Linked DNA regions of Mus musculus: region 2 is linked to region 1. Evidence: chromatin contacts called from public promoter capture Hi-C data. All regions are on one chromosome and are shown on one strand. The core of a region is the stretch at or near the end of the contact, and the rest is flanking DNA. Distances in the headings are between cores, read along the strand shown.

The links. Promoter capture Hi-C pulls out the DNA fragments that hold promoters and counts their contacts.
Region 2: a promoter capture Hi-C map of liver shows a contact between it and region 1, with 2.6 times the contacts expected there. The contact joins the enhancer-like site here to the promoter of Lpin1 in region 1. A contact is called at or near these places in 2 of 39 promoter capture datasets (both in liver), 2 of 484 Hi-C or Micro-C datasets (erythroblasts and nephron progenitors) and 3 of 115 datasets of contacts at active chromatin or transcription factors (embryonic stem cells, microglia and pancreatic cancer cells).

The regions. Positions count from the first base shown.
Region 1 is chr12:16,586,600-16,591,834 of GRCm38.p6, forward strand. It overlaps Lpin1 (lipin 1), which reads right to left and starts at 3,171. Exons shown (of 21, transcript NM_015763.4): 1 at 3,119-3,171.
Region 2 is chr12:16,868,607-16,874,087 of GRCm38.p6, forward strand. No RefSeq gene overlaps it. Among named protein-coding and RNA genes, the nearest start is that of Gm36495, 20 kb to the left of the region's middle. Within about 2 kb of position 1,960, at least 212 of the 459 cell types and tissues checked have an H3K27ac peak or open chromatin away from gene starts, as enhancers often do. A contact at or near this core is called in liver, microglia, nephron progenitors and 1 more, where this site is marked.

The DNA of each region.
Region 1 (5,235 bases), core at 1,921-4,420:
GACTTTTCTATAGACACAAGTATCGCTTTCACATCAGTTGTTAGTGGGGAGTCTGAGAACTCCTGTACACTTGGCCTCAGGGTTGTCATGTCAAAGAAAACTACTCAGCAGAAAAGGGACGTGAAGCAGCTGTCAAAATGGCTCACCAGACAAAGCTACCTGCTGGCAAACCTAAGGACCTGGGTTCAAGCCCTGCAGCCCACTGGCATAAAGGCAGGGGCAGAGAAAAGATTCTATGAAGTTGTCCTCTGTCCTCCACACTCATGCTGTGACATGCTTAAGCTCTCTCTCTCTCTCTCTCTCTCTCTGTCTGCCTCTCTCTTTCTCTCTCTCTCTCTCTCACACACACACACACACACACAGACACACACAAGCTGCGACGTGCATAATCACACACACACACTGATTTCTGAATACTGCTTTTAACAAGGTTCTCATTAGCCTTCATTTTAAAAGAAAGGAAGCCCCAGTAGCAGGGACAACTAGGATCTGATCCCTGCTCTGGGGCTGGAAGGTCTTCTAAGTGACATAAGACTTGTCAGAACTGAGCTCTGGCAACAAGTGGGTATCATAATCCCAGGTAATGAGTGTCCTCAGGTCCCTGCCAAGAAGCACCCAGGGCCTGGCCAGCAGGAGAGAGACACATAGAAGACCCAGTGTGGCCCCTGTACTCTGTGACATTGCCTTGGGTTAGGACTTAGAACCTTACCAGCTCTTAACTATTAGCTCCCTTGCAGAGCTCAGGATCTTTGCTCTCCTTGGAAGCCCCAGTGTCTTTTCACACACTTGTGAGGGCCCTCTGTCCAGATACACAGCTTGGTCTAGAAGACTCTGCCCCTGGGACCTTTGTACATTGCTGTACTTCCCTGCAATCCTGCCTCGGTCGTTAGCAATGGTCACATATCCCCTGCGTTTCCAAGAGAATTGTGGCTCCATTCTGAGCCTGTAGGGTGGGTGATTCAAACAGCACCCACCACCCAGAGGTACTGGGAAGGAGCCTACGAATGGTCTTTCCTCAGTCTACATCCCAGGGAAAGCCTGGGTACTGACCCAACGGTAACAAGCAGCTCCAAAAAATACCGTACTAAGTCTCCTGTAGCAGAGTACTTCATGTGTGTTTAAAGTATGAAGGCTGTACCTACACACACACACACACACACACACACACACACACACACACACACACACACACACATGCAGAGCAGGGGACAGACACTACTGAATCAGATAAATACTGAGATATTGCAAGGATATATTCATGTTTCACAATAAACATAGTTTGAGGCAGGCAGAGTATGGTGGCACACACCCGTGATTCTAGCACCAAGAAGGCTGAGGCAGGATGACCTTGAGTTCCAGACTAGTCTGGGCAAGACAGTCAGGTCAAGAGGACAGCTCCAAGTTCACGTACAAAGACGTCCAAGTGCAGCCAATTCACCCACCAGCCTGCACCACTCCCTTCTGTTTGATTTTCAAAAGGCTCCAGAAACCAAGAACACCAACCCCATACCTAGCTATTCTGAAACAAGATACCTGTGCCCCTAAGCATTCCCACCCGCGTGCTTTTCAAATCAATTTATACCTTTATTGGTCCCTTACAGACCCTGAACCTAAGAGAGAAAAGACACACAAAAAAATGGATTCACAATCTAAGGTGGGGAAAGGGTGTGCCAAGTTATGGACCAGGGGCTAGCCTTGGGTAGCCAGGACCAGCCTAGCCCTATAAAGGGACCTCAGTGGTACCCTGGGCTGCCCCATCAGGGTGTAACAATCCGAAGTTGTAACAACCTGGAGCCTCTCGGTTCATCAGTCTAGTAAACAAAGGGTGGCCTTTCCCTCACTCTAGATAGGGAGGCTCCCAAGTGATGTCTCTGGCCCATGGATTTCCAGCTATCAGTAGTCAGTTGTCTTGCCATCTCCTGACCTTTCCCTCTCTTTAGCCTGAAGCACTGAGAGCAATAGATAAGCAAAGACCCACCCCAGCCTCCCCAGCAGACAGCACCCCACACAGAACAGCAACCAAGGATCCTATCTCCTTCATCTGAACCCCAACTTATCACCCAGGCAACAAGACTGGGCATGTTGTCCCTTTCAATAAAGTGACAAGCATCATAAGAACATTGCTGACTGCCACCTAAAAAGGGTAGAAATCACGTGAGGTGGGACAGCCACCAAGACAAAACCAAGCTCAGCCCCAGGCTTCCCAATCCAACCACCAGGCCCTACACAAGCAGGAATAAGGGCCAAAACACACACCCACACACAAAACCCGTGACAGCAGAAGCGCGCTGTCGGCAAACAGGAAGCTTTGTCAACACAGGGAATCAACACAGTGGGATCTTTCAGCCTTTCTGGGAACACTAGAAAGTCCCCTTAGTGGTGCAGATATTAGTCCTTAACTGCTTTCATTCATAAAACGTATTTTATGGAACAAAGGATAGATAGTATATGTGTGAATCCCCATGGGCCGCTATCCTCTCCTCCTAGAACCGTTACAGTCTTCCCCACAACTTCACTACCCAGTTGGAAGCTTTTTCCCACACGCCCCAGCCCAGCCCAGACCATTGCTTTCCTTCTTGCCTCCTGCCAAGGAGGGTGGGCGTCTGGAGCAACTACTGGCCACACAAATTATCAGCCAGCCACCTTGACTCTGTCCCCTTAATATGACTTAATATTAATACTTAATATGACTTCCAAAGCATTGCTTTCCCTCCCATATTCCCCCCGGCCTTTCCCAGATAAAAGTGCCTGCAGCTACTAAGGGAGCCACAGGCCCAGTGCCCACCAGACTGCAAAGCTGCAGAGAGGCCTGCTGCGAGCTTGATTATCTAAGAATCCCGGTTCCCAGTTCGCTGCCACCCAGCGGAGGCGTGCCCTTGGGCACGAAGGTCAACCTACCAGCCTAGACTCAGTTTCCTTGGCTGCAAAGCCTGAATCCTAAACCCTTTGGGATACGTCTCATCCGGGTCTCGGACCGCCACGGGGTCCCTGCAAGCTTCGACACCCCACGGGAAGGCCTGTGTCACAACACGGCCCACATCGCCTCCCTGCGGGGCCCCACGTCTCAGTAATGGGCTTTGGGGCGCAAGCTGGGCCCCGGGTCCCCATTGCTACTCACCAAGAGGATTCACGAGCAGGCGCGCACGCGTGTGGCTGCCTTTGTATGCAAACAGCGGGCCGGAGCGGCTGTCAGCTAAAGCACGGCAAGGGGCGGGGCCTGAAAGGAGGCGGAGTCTCCGGGGCGACGCCAGGGGACTCTGGAGGAGCGTGCTGCTGGGATGCTTTCAGAGCCCACAGACCCCCCCCCCACCCCACCCCACCTCCCACCTCCCTCTCATATCCCCGCCTCCCCCTTCCCATCCCATCCCTCCCCAGACTGGACTGTCTGCCTTGGCGTTCCAGGGAGTAGGCAGCCAAAGTCTTCTAATTCCACAGCCTGACCCTGTTTTGACCTTATGTCAGTTTACAATTAGTTCTTCCCCTGATGTGCCTGTCACAAGCTAGGGATCAATTCCTAATCTTAGCACTCCCACATCCTGCCTCCCTCCTGGCTAACATTCACCACCAGTCAGCAGAGCCAGGAAGGAATAAATAATAACAGACAATGCCAGGTCTGGGGGTGGAATGGCTCAAGTCAGACCAAGTCACTCTTAAGTGTCACGAGACTACTAGGAGACAAGGACTCCTATATCCCGGGCTTGCCTCAAGCTTTCTATGGGTTCCTGGATGACCCTGCACTTCGGATCTGCCTATCTTACCTCCCAAGTGTTGAGGTTACAGGCAATCCTACCCCCACCATGCCTACTTTATGCGAGCCGGGAATGGACCCCAGAGCTTCACATCCGCTAACTGAGCTACATCCAGGTAATAAATATCAAATTATATATACAACAACCCTCCGAAGAGTCAGTGCTTTCTGGGGGACAGAAGAGCAAAGACCTTGAGGAAGACTGCTGGAGAACATATACCTGGGGTCTCGTAGACCAACAGAGAGAGCCCAAGTATAATGTACCTGTCACCGGAAACTATATGCAGAAATATGAGTCAGAAATGGATGCCAGCCACAAGCAACCCAGGAGAGGGAGGTCAGAATGATGACGGGTGCGTCCCACCTTGAGAAAAACTAGTTCGTGGGGAGGTCCAGGGAGGAGTGGCTTGTGTACCCCAAACTGGTCCTAAAATCTACGAATCTAAAGGTGACCACGAACTTCCAATCCCTCTGCTTTCCGGTTTCTGGAATTACAGGTCCCCACCCCCACCCCCACACTGGGTTTCCGAGGCACTGGAGATCCCTCTCAAGGGATTCTGCCCACCAAGCAAGCTAGGACCCCAGTCCAAGACCAGGCCACCGAAGACCTGCAAGGGAACTGAGCCAGGCTGGGCTGCCTCCACCCCAGTGCTCAGGAGATCAGCACAGGCAGGGTGACTCTGAGCATAAAGACAGAGGTGGAAGCGCTCCAGCTGCACTTGGGGCAACACAAGTAGCCACAAGGGTTGTCTCCGCTGCCCACAAAGTCCTGGGGTTCTGGACCCCAGAATGAAGGCACCCTGCCCCACCTCCATCATCTCCTCCATCCTCCACACCCCCACCCCAAGGCCTTCCAGAAAGCATGTCTTACAGTCTTACATTCTGTCATCTAAATAAGGTCATTTTTATTATTATTATTTTCCAGATTTGAAGCAGGTGGAGGAGAATCTGAACACATAAAGTCCAGCCCAAAGCCCTTACCCCACAAATGAACCTGGGGTCTGGAACCCGCACACACAACCGCAAACGCACCCAGACAGCTCTGAGTAGCAAAGATAGGACCAGCTTTGCCTGCTGCCTATAAGAAGATCCCACAAACAGGTCACTTATCTCAGAAACATTCACTAGGTCACAGGAGATGGTCGCACTATACAAAAATTGGAGTCTCTGAAGCCCAGGTGTTCTAACCCGGCAAAGTCTGGAGCCCCCCTGGTGGGGCCCTAGGCAGTGTTTTGTCTGCAGCCACGCTCCTGCCGCTGAGCTGTGACTCAGCCAGAGAACTGAGGTGATCCCCTGAGCCAATCCCAGTACCTGCTGTGTTCAGCCCAAGTCGGAAGAGGGGAAATAACCTAATGACTCTAGCTAGAGGAGGAAGGAGCCAATCCTGGGCTCAGCAGTACAGCATCCTCGATTCCGTACTCAGTTTTACAATCCAGGAAGTGAGCGGAGGTGTTGGTTAAGCAGGTCCTTTGGAGGCTGGAAAGGAA
Region 2 (5,481 bases), core at 710-3,209, 280 kb after region 1:
TCACGGGAATCGCTGGATTCTGATGCCAGATCCTCAGAGAGGATGCCCATTAGCAGTACTGCAGAGCCGGCTCACTAAAGATAGATAGGTCAGCAAGAGCGGACAGAAAAATTGAATACCGTCTTCACTCAGTGCCTCCATGTTCTTCGTGCTACAGTTCTGGATCCAGACCCAGCATGCCTCAGCATTTTCAACTTTGACACAGTTCCTTTGGTCACAGCCACGATGTCTCACAATGAAGGGACTAATAGCCCAGGGAGGTAGGAAGGGTAACCAGGAGAGGGAGTGCTCCTAGAAGCAGAACTCCCCAATGAGTCTGAAGCAAGATCCCTGGAGGTAAAGTCTGTTTTGTGAAGACCGGTAGTTTTCTCTTCTAGTCCTAGAAGCTGTGGTGGGCAGGTGAGGGCAGGCGAGGCTGGGAAGAATGAGCAAGTGCAACCTCACTGCCTCGCCTGGATATGTCACGCCTGGAGTGTGGAGTGTGGCGAACCCCTCGAGGCTCAGACAAAGCATCACCAGTAGTCAGTCCACTGTCTCTCTTTGGAATGCGAGTGTCCTGCCTGGTTTGGGCAAGCTGAGCCTCAATAGCTGTTCCTGTCTCTCAGTATTTGGGGGTGGGGCACTGCAATAGGGAAGACTTCCTTCTAGGAGATCTTTGAGCCACCCTGCAAATGGATTCTGTATTCCCCAAGCTCTGCAGACCACCGGGAGGGGCTGGCTGTACAAGTCAAAGCTTGTTCACTGTCACAGTAAGGCCACTCAGGATCTGGCCCACAGCGACCTTTCTTTGTCCCTCCACATAGCTGTTGCTAGAAATTCCCATTAAAATTTTTTTTCCTTCTTAGAATTCTAATAGGGTATTATGTTACATAAATTTAAGCCCCAAGAGAACATGCTGTTTCAAAAAGATAGCAGTGTACATATCAGGAACCCAAGAGCCTCAAGAGTGACTGGAACAAGAAACAGGGAAACTGTCAGAAGTTCTCTGGAGTCTGGGGGTCACTGTGAGCTCTTGCAGACAGGCTCCCAAGGCGTGTTCACATCTGGCCAGCTTAGCTGGCCATGCCTGGCTTGACCAGCTTCCTCTCTCAAGGGCCTGGAAGAAGTGAAGAAACAAATCACAAATCAACAGTCAATAACAAGCGGCTGATTAGCGAGCTTGGCTCCATCTCTGGTCCAGTTTGCTAAAGGGGAGAGAGAGGGGGAGTGGGTGGGGCTGGTTTTGAATTAAGGGAATAAGGGCTGGGGAAAATGTCTCACTTGGTAAGGTGCTTTCCATAAAAGCATGAAGACCCGGGTTCAATTAATAAACTAACAATCTAGGCACGGTATTTCATGCTTGTAATCCCAGTGCTGAAGAGGCAGAGACAGAGAGACTCCTGGAGTCTGCCTGCTGCCTGGTCAGTCTAACCTGCTTGGCAAGCTCCAGGCCAATGAGAGTCTATCTCAAAAAACCAAGGTGGACAGTGCTTGACAAACAACTGAGGGTGTCCCTTGGCCTCTACCCGAGAACAAATGGCATGCACAGGAACGTGAAGGCAATGGAGTCGGGGCACAGACATCCACATTCCTCTAGAAAGGTCTGCTTTCACATAGCAGAGTTGCTGCTATGCTTTATCGTTCCCATGGTAACACCTACCCCTCTGTTTTAAGAGAGACTAGCTGTTGGTCCATAGCACTTGGATTCCTCTTGGGATCTTGGGCGCTGGTTACTTCTGGAAACCCCTCAGAGCCCCAGTAGTTGCAGGAAGAGATACGAGCTCTGCATAGCCTTGCCCAGGACAGCCACGCACCCTCCAGCCAAGTGCAGAGGGTGCCAACTCCACTTCCACACCATGGAGGGGTGCCAGGCAATTCACAGGTCGTCTCTGCAACAGTAACAGTCATAAATACTCAGCTATGAGATGTGCTCTCTTGGCCCTGGGAGGCTTAAATGGGCCTCTTTATTTCCCAGCCTTCCTGCTAAAGCGGGGAGCAGAGCAGAGCTGGGAGGAAGGACATTCCAGAAATGCCACAGAGCCCTCAGTGAGCCTGCTAGAGGAAGCACTTTAGAGAGAGGGAGCTGCAGGAAGGGGCCCAGGCCCCAGGGCCAGTGGCTGCCAGGGTGAGGGGAGGGCCTGGCCTTGCCTTCAGAGAAACCCCTGGGGCCAGGGTAGGGCTAGCTTCTCATCCAGGCCAGTTTTCCACTACGTCACATCGCCTTTGGTTCAAATTGGTGGAATGTTACCACAATATGGCATCTGAGTGAACTCCAAAGATGTCGTGTTGGTCAAAGATCCCTGGGGGAAGTGGCCCGGATTAACTTTAAACCAAATCATTTTCAAACAGTCTCCACCCAGGTCCTGCTTGTTTACTTAGTGGGGGAAATCCGCCTTCTTCGGGCCTGCAGCTGTTGAGTCCACTGGGGGCACAGTGATACAAAAGGAAAGAGAAAGCACTCTGCAAGCAGTGGGTTCCTCCTGACCAACTGACATCTTTTTGTTTTCAAATGGTGGAGCTGGAGGTGGAACCCAGAGCCCCAAGTAAACTATCTGAGTCCTCTCCTTCCAGAAGCATTCCCGGTCTTGAATGGAGGGCTGGGTTAGCTATCACTGGCCACACACAGAGCCTATGCTATTCATCCTGGGGTGATAGCTCCTTGGTAAAGTGCTTGCTTTACAATCATGAGGCCCAGAACCCACATTTAAAAATAAAAGCCACACTTGGGGGTTTATCCTTGTAATCCAGCACTGGGGAGATGGAGAGTCAGCCTGACTGGGGAGCTCTAGACCAAAGAGAGACTCTGCCTCAAAAAAGATAGGTAGACAGTCCCGAGGAATGACAACAGAGATTGCCTGCTATCCTCCACATCTACCTGTATATAAATCCACATGTGTGTATATAAACACACACACACACACACACACACACACACACACACACACACACACACACACAAGCATACAAAGGAATCATAGGTAAGCAAGATAGCTCAGTGAGCAAAGGTGTCATCCACCAAGCCTGACAGCCTGAGTTCAATCGCTGGGCCCCATATGGTAGGAGGAGAACACCAACTCCAGAAAGTTGTTCTCTAAACTTCATGTGCATTTAGATAGATAGATAAGATAAGATAAGATAAGATAAGAACAGAAACGTCATACAACTTTGTTTTATGTTTTGTGGTGCTGGGATCAAGCCACTGGACAATACACTCAACCCCTGACGGGCATTTCTCTGTGACCTCTTTTGGCTTGAGAAAGCCATGGGGCATCTCCTCAGGGAAAGCTTTCCCCAGTTGGAATGATGTAAACACTCATTCATGCATGCACACACACACACACACACACACACACACACACACACACACACACACACACACACATGGGCTGCCCTTTCCTTTAGTCTCAGTAAATTGCATTTTTCACCTAATCTCTGTGTTGGTTTGTAGGAGCTGATGTCCTTTGGACATGAGGCTGAGGTGGAAGACAGCTCTCCCATTTGCAACTTCTTTGTTCCCTGTCAACAAACAGGGTGGGAAATTTGGGCTTACTGTCAGGAGGTCCAAGAATGGGACTCCAGCTTGTGTGGGCCTGTGTCACCTATTTCAGGAATGGGACATCTGAGTCACCATTTAAATTAAACACAGGTGTTCTCACTAGCCCTCACAGACAGCTGAGTAATGTCACTGAGGGGCCCGTCCCACTGGTTCCACTGTCTAAGGGCCCTAGTAAAGACTCTAGGAGGGTCAGAACTGGGGGAAAAAGAACATAGACACTTAGGATGGCATCTCCCAAATCATACCATGGAAAAGACTGAATTGTAGGCATTCTGTGGTAAAGTCCAATTTCAAATTCCGATACAAAGCCAGGTACCGTGATGGATGCTTCTAATCCCAGCACTTGGGAAGCAGAGGCAGGAAGATTGGGAGTTTAAGGCTAACTTCAGTAAGTTTGGAACTAGTCTGAGCTACATAAGACTTTTACATACATCCACACAACACACACACACACACACAAATCCTGATCTTAGAATTTCCTACTCTTTCATATTTAAGGCAGCTCATTTATCTTAATCCTCATAATCTATAAGAACTCAACAATTCACAAACTGCAAGTGAAAGATGGTGACTATTCAATACTTCATATATATGTAGGAGGTATTTAGGCAAAGCATGCACTACTGCTGGTATTTGTTTAATTAACCATTATTATTTCCTTTCTCTCTCTCTCTCTCTCTCTCTCTCTCTCTATTTCTCTCTCTCTCTCTCAGTGTGTGTGTGTGCGCGCGCGCGTGCGTGTGTGTGTGTGTGTGTGTGTGTGTGTGTGTGTATAAAAGTCTCATGTAGCTCAGGCTAGTTCCAAACTTCCTGAAGCTAACATTAAACTCCCGATCCTCCTGCCTACATCTGTGCCCATCTATGTGTATAAGAATGTTTGTGCCACAGTGCGTGTGTAGAAGTCAAAGGACAACTTCTGGGAGTGTCTCTCTCCTTCCACAATGTGGGCTCTGAGGATCAAACCCACCCACATACATCACTACGCTTGGCAGGAAGTGCCCTTAGCTGCTGAGTCATTTCTCAGATCCCTGGAATTCATTCTTGAATTGTCCGTTGGAGCCGTTGTATTTTACAGACCCTGAAGCTGCGTTCAGGAAAACAAGGATTGATTCTTTTACCTTTGAAATTCTCCAAGAACAGGAAAGTGTGTAGGTAGCTGTCACCAAAGTCCCACCAATCAATCTACCTCCACTTGGGACATCACCCCACCTGCGTTCATTTAAATGTCCTGCAGGTCTAGACATATGACCTACATCACAGTCATCAGACTGAGACAGAGCAAGGAGCAGAAACCTGGAAAAACACCCACAGTACTTAAGCTTAAACCTCAGCAGTGCACAGGAATGGAAGTTGGCAAGTAGAAGTCCAAGCAGGTATGAACTGAAGATTCCAGAGGGGTCTAGCAGTGAGGAATGGGGCTCAGAGAAGTCTGCACGAAAGTGTGTCTGCAGGTACGGGAGGGCAATCTCACGCACTCCAGCTTATCAGTGACGTATTGTTGAGGATCATGCAAGCACTAGGCTCCAGGCTGCAGCTACAGTGGAGAGTATGACATGGGGAACAGACTAAGAAGAGCTTCTTACTTGGTTCCATATGGCACTAGGAGTCGGTGCCAATAACAAGAGCACGGAGGATACTCAGGGAAGAGCATGAGGCAATGAAAGCCCAGCTGGATCTGGAGGCTGAGTAGGGGACTCAGCCGGGCCAGAGGAGGAAGAACTACCAACCAAGAGGGTGGTACTTAGAAGACCCAGGGACTCTTGGCTTAAGTGTGGGAGTTGAAGTTTCCAGAAGCCTATAGCTACAGGTGCTGGCATTGCTACAGCAGGACCCAGCAGTAGCCTTTTGGAGCCTGCTTTCTGCAGGTGACAGATACTCACCACTCAGCTAGGCACAATGGAGGAAAGTAAGAAATGCCCCAGGAATGACATCAGGAAAAAAAAAAA